2 separate regions of the Mus musculus genome follow, and region 2 is linked to region 1. Evidence: chromatin contacts called from public promoter capture Hi-C data. All regions are on one chromosome and are shown on one strand. The core of a region is the stretch at or near the end of the contact, and the rest is flanking DNA. Distances in the headings are between cores, read along the strand shown. Region 1 holds the start of Lsm14a (LSM14A mRNA processing body assembly factor). Region 2 holds the start of Etfb (electron transferring flavoprotein, beta polypeptide).

Evidence for each region. Promoter capture Hi-C pulls out the DNA fragments that hold promoters and counts their contacts.
Region 2: a promoter capture Hi-C map of second pharyngeal arch cranial neural crest shows a contact between it and region 1. The contact joins the promoter of Etfb here to the promoter of Lsm14a in region 1. A contact is called at or near these places in 3 of 39 promoter capture datasets (cranial neural crest, maxillary cranial neural crest and second pharyngeal arch cranial neural crest) and 1 of 484 Hi-C or Micro-C datasets (CD8 T cells).

Annotation. Positions count from the first base shown.
Region 1 is chr7:34,387,119-34,392,198 of GRCm38.p6, forward strand. Lsm14a (LSM14A mRNA processing body assembly factor) reads right to left here and starts at 2,587. Exons shown (of 11, transcript NM_025948.3): 1 at 2,240-2,587. The coding sequence starts at 2,360. Gm12764 (predicted gene 12764) reads left to right here and starts at 1,495. Exons shown (of 2, transcript NR_169160.1): 1 at 1,495-1,890.
Region 2 is chr7:43,440,942-43,446,021 of GRCm38.p6, forward strand. Etfb (electron transferring flavoprotein, beta polypeptide) reads left to right here and starts at 3,131. Exons shown (of 6, transcript NM_026695.3): 1 at 3,131-3,263. The coding sequence starts at 3,207. It overlaps Cldnd2 (claudin domain containing 2), which reads left to right. Exons shown (of 5, transcript NM_028849.1): 2 at 692-873; 3 at 1,225-1,365; 4 at 1,910-2,029; 5 at 2,276-2,379. The coding sequence starts at 705. The coding sequence ends at 2,349.

The DNA.
Region 1 (5,080 bases), core at 1,337-3,836:
TGGTGTGTGTGTGTGTATCTGACACCTATGGCTTCTGCCAGTACCAGTACTCACATGCACTTAGCACCACACAGACCACACACATATGAATAAAAAATATTTTTTAAAAAGTTATTAAGTCTGGCTCATGCCTTACAATCCTAGCACATAGGCGGTGGCTAGAGGACTAGGAATTCAAATTGGAAGCTGGCAGATCAATATTTCAAAGTCATCCTTGACGAAAGCCAGCCCAAGCTACATGAGACCATGCAAAGAATAATCCCCAAACCTCTACAAAAACACTTCAGCGAGAAATACTGTTCTCAACCAGTGTGTAGAACACCTGGTGAGAGCTTTACCCACCCTTTAATAAAGTCATTAAAACTAACACCATCAAGCTGTTTAAGGACATCACAGTCAACTCTCATTTGTTTTTGAGGCAGTGTCTCACTCGGAAGTTTTGGAACTCTCTAAATTGATGAGGGTTGCTTGGAACTCAGATCCACCTGGCACTAATCTCCTGAACGCCGGCACCAAGGCCCGTACCACCAAGCCCAGCTTCACACTATTAGTCAAGGCTTCAGTAATTACTAAGGAGAATCATACATCCTTAAGTATAGTGAACATCTACAAAGATGAAAGCAGGTTCTTTAAGAGGCAATGTGTTACAAAACTCCATAAGGCAAAGAGAAAGTTATGGGGTAGTTCCTGGAGTCTCAGTTTTGGCCTTCTTTGAGAGGGTTTCATGTGTACCAGGCAGATCTTGAATGCCTGACCTCCTGCTTCGACCTCCCTGGTGGAATCACAGGCATGCACCACCCACACTCGGTTTTTCTCACTGGGGAGCCAACCGGGTTTTATGCATTTAAGCATCGACTGAGATGACCTAGCTGTATTGCTTTAGCAGCCCTGATTTTGCATATCGGGGACTACAGGGGAGTGTCACAGCACCAAGCCTCATACTGCTCTTTAAAAAGCAGACTCCTTGACTTTTCAGTGTTTGATTCAAGGATTTTTTTTTTTAAGTAAATTGCCAAAAGTTATGTAAGTATCACAATGCAACTGTGGAAAACATCACCCTACTCTTTTATAGTGTCCCTTTTTTAAGCTTTGTTTTTGTGGTTCTGGGGAGGGAACCCAGATCTCCCACTTGCTAGAGAAGAGCTGTCAATCAAGCCACACCCCTACCCCCTATTAGGTATAATTCAAGAAACTGAAACTGTTAAAAGAAGCATCTATAAAAAATGCTTTTAGATTTAGAATCTTGCTATCCCTAGGACCTTTTTTCCTAGCATACTTAGTTCTTAACAATTCTACTAGGTGTGGTAGGAAAATAGACCTCCCTGGTATCAGAAACTGTTATAAGACTTCCCCTAGGATCAGAAACTCAAGTTTATTTTCTTTGTGCCTTCCTGTCACTAGCACGCGTGAACGGAAACAAAACCCACAAATTGACTGTATCGACTGTACAGACTATGGGGTTGGGGTAAGTAGGGGGGGATCCCCTTCCACACAACTTCCTCTCCCCAAGTACAGCGGAGTCGGTCAGCGCCCCGATAGTACTCGCTCTGAAGTGTGTACAAGAGTCCCGGATCATCAAAACTTAAACTTTCCTTTCTACCAGGGTTCCAGAAAATTGGCCCATGGGGACAGCAAGCAAGCATTTTAACGCGCACCCTTCGGTTGCATAAGAATTCCGGCATAACAGGTAACAATCACAGAGGAGACAAACGGGATGCGATCGACTGGACGGTACGAAACGGCCTTTCGAGATCACAAGTCTGCGGCGCAAACCCAAAGTTTGGAGCACACTCCTTAGGAGTTCACTCGACAACCGTCGCCACCGACCCAGACGAAGAACGCTGAGAAAATGGGTGCCCGAGGAATCAACACATCCGCATTCATCTCGAGGTAGGCGTCAAGATTCTTCGACTCCTCCGGCTTTGTTCGGCGCTTCCGAAGAAGGAACGACCGAATTTCGGTCTTGGAAGCCGCGAACCTGGGTGTGTTCTCCGGCTGGTTCCCGGGACTTTAGCATCGCCCCGCCCCGGGCGCCGCGCACTCGTTCCCCGGATGGAAGGCGCGGAGCTTCGGGGGAAAGGAAGCAGCCCGGGGAGCCCGGGGAGGCCGCAGCCCGGCCCTTGTCGCTTGGGGGCCGGGAGGGAGCGAGGCCCGTGAGGACCGCAGAGGGAGAAGAGCGCGAGGGCGGCGGGGCGCTCTACCCGCGCCCCCCAAAACCCCGAGGCCCGCCCCGCCGTACCTTTGGCGAGGGCTACCGTGGAGTTCTCGGTGTCGATGGTGTAGAGGATGCCCTCGTAGCGGATCTCCGCCTTGGAGATGAGGCTGATCTTGCTGCCGATGTAAGGGGTGCCCCCGCTCATGGCGCCGCCGCCGTCGCCCGCCGCTCGCACTCAGTCAGATCCCGCGCTGCGCCCGCCGCTCCGCCCGCCCGCCCGCTCGCTCGCTCCCTCCGTCGGCGCCTCACAGCAGCCGCCTCAGAACCAACATGGCGGCCGCGCCGGCTCCGCTTACCCTCCCCCAGCCTCCCGCCCTCAAACCGCGGCGCGGCGGCGGCGGCGGCGGCAGCAGCGGCGGCGGCGCAGGGCATGCCGGGAGGGCGAGGCGGCGTGCTTTCTCGCGAGACTCGCCGAGCTCACGGACGGTCCCGGGCTCTTTCCGCGGCGGCCCAGAGCGCTTGGCTTGCGCTCCCGACGTGGAAGGTTTTCACGGCACCTAGATGTCGCGGGAAGACTAGACGAGGGCCCATCCCGCCTGGTGATGCTGACTGCGGCCTCTGCCATTTCTAGGCGGGCTGCACTTTGGTACGAGCCCAGAGTCTTTGTAAGCGGTCGCCTCCCAGCTCCGGAGCCGCTCTCCGCGGGCCACGGAACTCTCACTGTAAACGCCAGAGCAGCCATCTTCGCCTGAGGAGTCTCACACTCCAAGGGCTGCCGCTCCGGGAGGCTCTGGGACTCTGTCCCCCAAACTGAGTCCAACCCTTTTTATGCGGCTTGATCCGTGTCCTAGCTTTCAAGATGTTCCCGGTCACTAACTATGCAAGAAACACCAGTCCAAGTGTTTCTCTGCCGCTTTGATCACTTAATGTCAGCTCCACTTTCTTAATAACGATCATCTCTCCGATCGGATACCAAATTGGCATCTTAAAACTTTGCATCCAGAGATGTAACTCTTCGGTTTTACTCCAAACTCGTCCCTCTAGCTTGTTCTCGGAGGTAACTATGAACCGGGAACGTTTGCTTAGTAGCTAAGACCCCAGTCCTGGATTGTCTTACACCTCCACACCTGTCCTAACTATAAATCTTGTCTGTTCAGGCTGGACCGTCTCCATCCGTACAGCTCTATATAACGCCTCAGTTACCCTGGCCAGAGTTGTTGGCAGTAGCTCCCGAAGAATTCTATTTCTCTTACCCCTACTAGGTTTTTCTTAACACAGCAGTCAGGGGGAATCATGTTCAAGTAGCAAGAGATTTTGGACTTTTGTTCAACTCAAGATAACATCCGTCTACTCAGTGCGCTCCACAGGTTACATTTTACACAAGGTGAAAACCAGACTTCCTAGTTTGGCTTATGAGGGCATGGATGATTTAATTTGTTGTTACACAGCTCCATACTGTTCCAAGCATCCCTTCTTCTCACAGCTTCCACAGTTCATTATACTCTGCTCAAAGCTGCCCTAAGAGGTGATGTATTTACAAAACTACAGTAGATCTCGCTTTACACCCCTCTTCTTGCCTTGCTCCCTCCCTACCCCCCATCGCATTTGTCTATTTAGTCATAAGTGTTTGTCTCCCTTCTTGGCTAGAATGCAAATATTTTGAGGAAGGGTTTCTGGTTTTAGACACTGTTTGCATCATCCTTGGGGCCAAGTGTAGCAACCGGCCCAGGACAGCTGCTCGGTAGACATTTGCTGCAAGAGTGAACAACTGGGATAAGAGCCGAACACAGGCAGCAAGTAGGATGTCTGGTGCGCTGAGCCAATGCATGGTGATTATCTGCGTGTTCCGGGAAAGCAGGAGAGAAGATTGATGAGCTGAGCTGTGACTGGTGCCCAGTGGCTTCAAGGGGGTCCCTGCTTCAGCATACAGTCATTATTTGGTGTGCAAATCTGCGTTTGGAGTCTTCCCTTTGTAGGTCTCAGACCAATGTTGCCTTCTCTTCCATAGTGAACACATTCTTTCCCTTGTCAGTTTCTATAAACTGATGATACCTAACTCTCAAATTTACATCTCTCACATCTCCTGGCTTCACACATACCAACCACATCACTGCCATCTCTGTTGGGTTTATTCCATGGTGTTAGCTGGTGATGGAACTAGCTGTACTCCATGTCCCAATTACATAGTACATTTAATTGCCAATTTGATAATTTCTCCGTTACTGTATCTATTCTCCTCTCTCCCCATCACCCCCAACAAACTGTCTTTATTCATGGTTCCTAGGGTCTTCTGGGGCCCAAGGTTTGTGTCTGCGATGGTTTGAATGTGTCTCCCAAGAATTCATGTAAAGTTTAATCCTCACTGGGGCAATATTGAAAAGTGGTTGTGGGCCGGGCAGTGGTGGCACATGCCTTTAATTCCAGCACTTGGGAGGCAGAGGCAGGCAGATTTCTGAGTGCGAGGCCAGCCTGGTCTACAAAGTGAGTTCCAGGACAGCCAGGGCTACACAGAGAAACCCTGTCTCAAAAATACAAAAAACAAAAAAACAAACAAACTAATTGATGGGGGAAGACCCAGCCCATTGTGGGTGGAGCCACCTCTGGGCCGGTTGTCCTATGATCTATAAGAAAGCAAGCTAAGCAAACCATGGAGTGCAAAGCTATAAGCAGCACCCCTCCATGGCCTCTGCATCAGCTTATGCCTCCAGGTTCCAGTCCTGGCTTCCCTCAGTGAGGGAGTGTTACCTAAAAGTGTAAGGGAAGAAATTCTGACGCCCCCAAGTTGCTTTTTGGTCGTAGTGTTTTATCATAGCAATAGTAACCCTAACCAGGAAACACGCAAAATCTTTTTTGTTGTTTTGAGACAGAGTCTATATAGCCCTGACTGTCCTGGAATTTGCTGTGTAGCCCAGGCTGGAACTCAAA
Region 2 (5,080 bases), core at 1,881-4,380, 9.1 Mb after region 1:
CCAATAGGGCCACCTTCCTCACTGAGGAAGAAAATGCCTGAAAGTTAGTCACTAGGCCTGAGGTGGAGATGGGGATGGAGACACTTGGAGAACTGAGTCTCTTAGAGGGGGGTCATAAGTTCTTAGGCAAGGTAGCTGAGGAAGAGGCCAGTAGCATGGGGTGAGGGGATATTGGGAAATTTTTTGTTTTGTTTGAGAGAGTCTCACATAACCCAGACTGGCTTTGAATTCACTATGTAAGTGAAAAATGACCTTGAACTTCTAATCCTTCTGCCCCTATCTCCCAAGTGCTGGGATGACACGTGTGCCCCACCATGACGGTTTTATATTAAACTAAGGAATGTGCCCAGGGCCGTGTGCATGCTGGGCAATCACTCTACTACTAAGCTACCTTCCTTGCTCCTCTTTTATTTTGTATTGTTTTGCTTGTTTTAATTGAGATAGGCTCTCACACTGTAGTCTGCCTGGCCCAGAACTCATTACATTACTCATGGCCTGCCCTTGGGCTTGTGATGTCTTGCCTCAGCCTCACTGAGGCTAGGATCCCAGGCAAGTGGCTGCTGTTGGGGACGTTGAGGTTGCCAGGCAAGAGTGCTTGGGGGGCGGGGGGTGGGGGGGAGGCCTTCTGGCGTGGAAGAGCTTCCTCCTAACGAGAGGTGTGAGCCAGTCGTACCTGTGATGTCCTTGGCAGCTGCCTCCTTGGCATGGGGGTGAAGAAGAGCCTTCAGACTGGAGGGAATTTACTTAATCTCTTGAGCAGCATCCTCACAGTACTGTCTACTACCACCAACTACTGGACCCGACAGCAAGGGGGGCACAGTGGCCTATGGCAGGAGTGTACCCATGGCAAATGCTCCAACATCCCCTGCCAGAGTGAGACCTTCACCTGCCTCTATATCAGACCACACTCCAGAGCCCACCCCTACCCCTAGCTCCAGATGGGCCTTCCATACCAGGCGCAGACCCAGATGTCCTTTACCCAAAGGCTCTTTCTCCCCAGGCCTGCCTTGCTGTCCTCTCCCTACCAAGTCCTCCGTTCCCATAGGAACACCTGTTTCCAAAATGCAGTCAGATGAGCTCTAGATACTCATGGTGTGTGTGTGTGTGTGTGTGTGTGTGTGTGTGTGTGTGTGTGTGTGTGTAGGGGTGAGGATGGCCAGAAGAGCCCAGGGATGTTCTTTCATGGCACCAAGGCGTCTAGCTGATGCTACCCTGTCTCTCCAGACACCGTGGCAGTGTCCGCAGCGTGCATGGTGTTGGCAGCAACCTTCAGTATTGTAGCTTTGGGGATCGGGATAAGGATTCAGTGTCGAGAGGCAGAGTCACGACGTAGCCAGAATACCATTGTCTTACTTTTCCTCAGCGGTGAGAAGGCAGTCACCCCTATGTAGGAGGGGTGGTGGTGGTGCTGGTGGTGGTGGCAATTCTGAAGGAGTTGGGCCGAGAGAGTTTGACTGCCATGGTTAGAAATGGGAGGGGCCAGGGGGCAGCTGACAGTGGGGATGTTTCTGACTCTTTTCTTCTGCTCTTGGGACTCTTCGCCTCCTGTTGCGTTCTCTTGCCCATCCTCCGTGGGCTTTTGCCTTGTCTCCTTGTATCTCTTTTTGTCCTGTTTGACTGTCCTCTCTTGGAGACCTACTCTACTCTGAAGAGGAGGAAGTGTGGGAGGGGAGATGAGGGAAGCTGGGAGACGTTGAGGGAGAGGAAACTGTGGTCGGGATAGATTGTATAAAGGAAGAATCTATTTTTAATAAAAAAAGAAAAGAGGAGGAGCAAGAAGCCCACGAAGGTGAAGCCAAAGGGAAGCTGGGCGTGGTTTGATAAGTCAGAGACAAGGGCAGTTCTGAGGGGTGGGCTTGGGTGCAGCTTCTACCTGGCCACGCTCACCTGACGGGTGGGCGTGGCCCAGGGTTGCTGCTGCTGATTGCCTTGGCCGTATACACTTCAAAGAATGCCTGGAAGCCAGAAGTCTTCTTCTCCTGGTCCTACTTTTTCGGATGGTTGGCTTTACCCTTCTTGTTTATTGCGGGTAACCAGCACGAGGGGAAGAGGGTGGAGACTACCCCTCTAGAGGACTCCCCTCCCCAGAAACTTCCCAGTCACCTATTCTTCCTAGCAAAGTCCACAATAACTTCCAGTGACTTCCCCGCCCCTGCACTCCAAGACACCCGATGGAAACGCCCTTGGAACCCCCATCCCTAGCTCCCAGGCAGGCCAGATCATCCGCCCCATAGCCCACCTTCCTTCCCCGGGCTCTGTACTCCCTTCCTGCCAGGCTTCTGCTTTCTGCTTGCCGACATGATCTTGCAGAGCACCGAAGCCATCAGCGGATTCCCGGTATGCCTATGAATGCGGCCTGCCTGGGGCAGAATAAAGGAATGGCTTTTAGCCTCGCCCCTGCGTGCTTTTCTGCGGAACGTAGAGACAGAAGCTTGGAGACTACAGAGACACGGATAAAGTGGCTTGTAGAGAGTTAAGGAGGTCAGAAGGAATGTGGGAGGGTAGGAACGGAGACTTGAACCCTGTAACGAGGTGTGTACCCTGGGGATTTGCAGATGCGGAAGCAGGGAGAGGGTGTAGGGACAAGCTGACACCGGGTAGTCCTAGCGGATGTAGGCGTAGAAGAAGGGGCGGGGACGAGCGCACCCGGGGAATGCACGGGGAGAGAATATGGGACTCGGGAGAGTCATAAAGCACGCAGTCGCGGGAGGAGGTGGGGATGAGCGGACACGGGAAAATCACAAGGAAGTAAAGTGTAGACGCAAGGATAAGGAGGGAATCTGCAGAAAGAATGCGGCGGCAAGCAAGTGAAGGAAGGCCTTGGGGGCGTAGGAAAAAAGGCACAGGGTGCGCGTGGGAACACAGACATGGGGGCTTGGAGTGCTGAGAAAGGAGGGATCTAGAAGTGAATTGCAGATCTGGGGACAACAGGAGTTACGAGGAGAGCATTAGGATAAATAAGCCCTCAGCAAACTTCACTCCTAGGAATGCCCTTTCCCCTACTTCTGTGCAACGCCCCCTCCACCCAGCGGTCCGCCGTGGACCCCGCCTCTCCCTGAATTCCGCTTCCTATTGGCTTTTTCTGAGTTGTGCGACGGTTGATTGGTCGGTGTTGCGGCGCGCAGGCGCAGAGACAGATACGGGGCGGAGTGTGTGACTATCTGGATTAGGAGCAACCTGACCCGGCCAGTGACTGCTGCAGGAAGATGGCGGAGCTGCGCGCGCTCGTGGCTGTCAAGAGGGTCATCGACTTCGCTGTGAAGGTGACTTTCCCCACCCCGACTAGGTCCCAGCACCCTGAGACCGCAGCTATGAACGTCCAAGAGCAGGAGCGTGCCCCACATAAGAGAACCTTTCAAAAGTCAATTTCTATTGCCCTTTGACCCGACGTCAGTCATACTTGGAGCAAAAATCAAGGGCTGTGAGATTTTGACAATCAGATCCTTCTGAGGTGACGACCCTTTTCCCCTCTCTCTCAGTCCCTTGATAACTGTGGGCTGGAGGAGTCATGGTCCCTATTTAACACGTGGAGAAACTGAGGCACAAAACTGGCACTTAGCAAGAGAGAATCAGAATAGAGAATTCTATGTGGGGCCTGCGGTTTCATCACTCATTACCTTGCAGGCTGCACTGTCTGCTCTAAATGTACAGCCACATGGAGAGCCATCTGGTTCCATGGGACTCAGAAAGCGCCTCACCCATATAGCCATGGGATGCTTGTCGACAGTTTTTTATTTAGGAAGGGAAGGAGACCTGTGCTTGCTGGAGAAGCAAGTTCAAAGGAGCCAGCTTAACTAAGACTTTGGAGTGTCCGTGAGCAGTCTGAGGGCAGCACCCCTGAGGCCCTGGGTTCTCCTCAGAGAGAAGCTGCTGTAGCCAGCATTGAATCAGACTGGGTTCCCAGGCCAGTCTCTCAATGCTTAGCCTAATCTGTACTGAAAAAAAGATGGTGGCAATTCATGTTTGTCTGTCCCCATTGTCCTGTGATCCCCCTTTGTGTCCTTCAAATTTCCTAGCATAAGGAAGATGCACCCAAGAGACCCTCTGAGATAGGTAAAAACGGGCTATATCATTTAATACCACCATCTACGTACCGCAGTTGAGGAATGAGACAAGAAGGATTCAGGAGACAGACTCAGACTTAATGTCCATGACCCAGACAGCACACATGGAAGTCGGCACAAAGCACCAGCAGATATAATTCCTGTACAGAGATTGATCCCTTTGTACAGCTTCTGTACTCTCAATCGAACAGGGTGGTTGAGGAAACCCAGGCCCGTGGAGGCCCTGTTACTTGCCAGATGCCTGCCCCCTGCCCCCAAGCTGGGTAAGCAGCAAGAATCAGGAGTCTGGGCAAGTCTGACTCTCTGCCTGTTTGCTAGAGAGAAAACGGGTTGGCTTGAGGTGGCTTCTAACAGCCTGTGACAGAGATGGTGCTTCCAGGTTTATTGAGATACATGTGGGTTTGTGGGCAACTCAACCACCATTAATTTGTTTGTTTATTTATTTATTTATTTGGGTGTGTGTGTGTTGATGGGAATTAAGCCCATGACCTTCCAAGTGCTAGGCCAGACCAGCACCACTGAGCTATAGCTCCAGTCTTTTTCCATTTTATTTTTAAAATTATTATTATTATTGACAAGGTATTTTTATTATAATTTAAATTTCTAAAATGATTTATTATTTATTTTTATTTTATGTGCATGGATGTTTTGCTTGCATGCATGCATGCGTGAAGGTGTCCAATACCCTGGGGCTAGTGTTTACAGACAGTTGTGAGCTACGATGTCCATAGCATAGGTCCCCTGGAAGTGCTCTTACCCACTGAGCCATCTCTCCAGTCTCCTCTAATTAGGCCTATGTGTGTGGATATGCACATAGAAGAAGTATAGGTGCCCCTGCAAGCTGGAGTAGAGCATTAGCAAACCCTGAAGCCAGTTATAGGTAATCGTGAGCTGCCTGATGGGTGTGTCAGGAACTGAACCTGGGTCCTTTAAAAGAGCACCAAGTGTTCTTAACTACTGAACTATCTCCCCAGCCCCTAGAGACAGTCTTATTTAGTCCAGGTTGGCCTGGAACT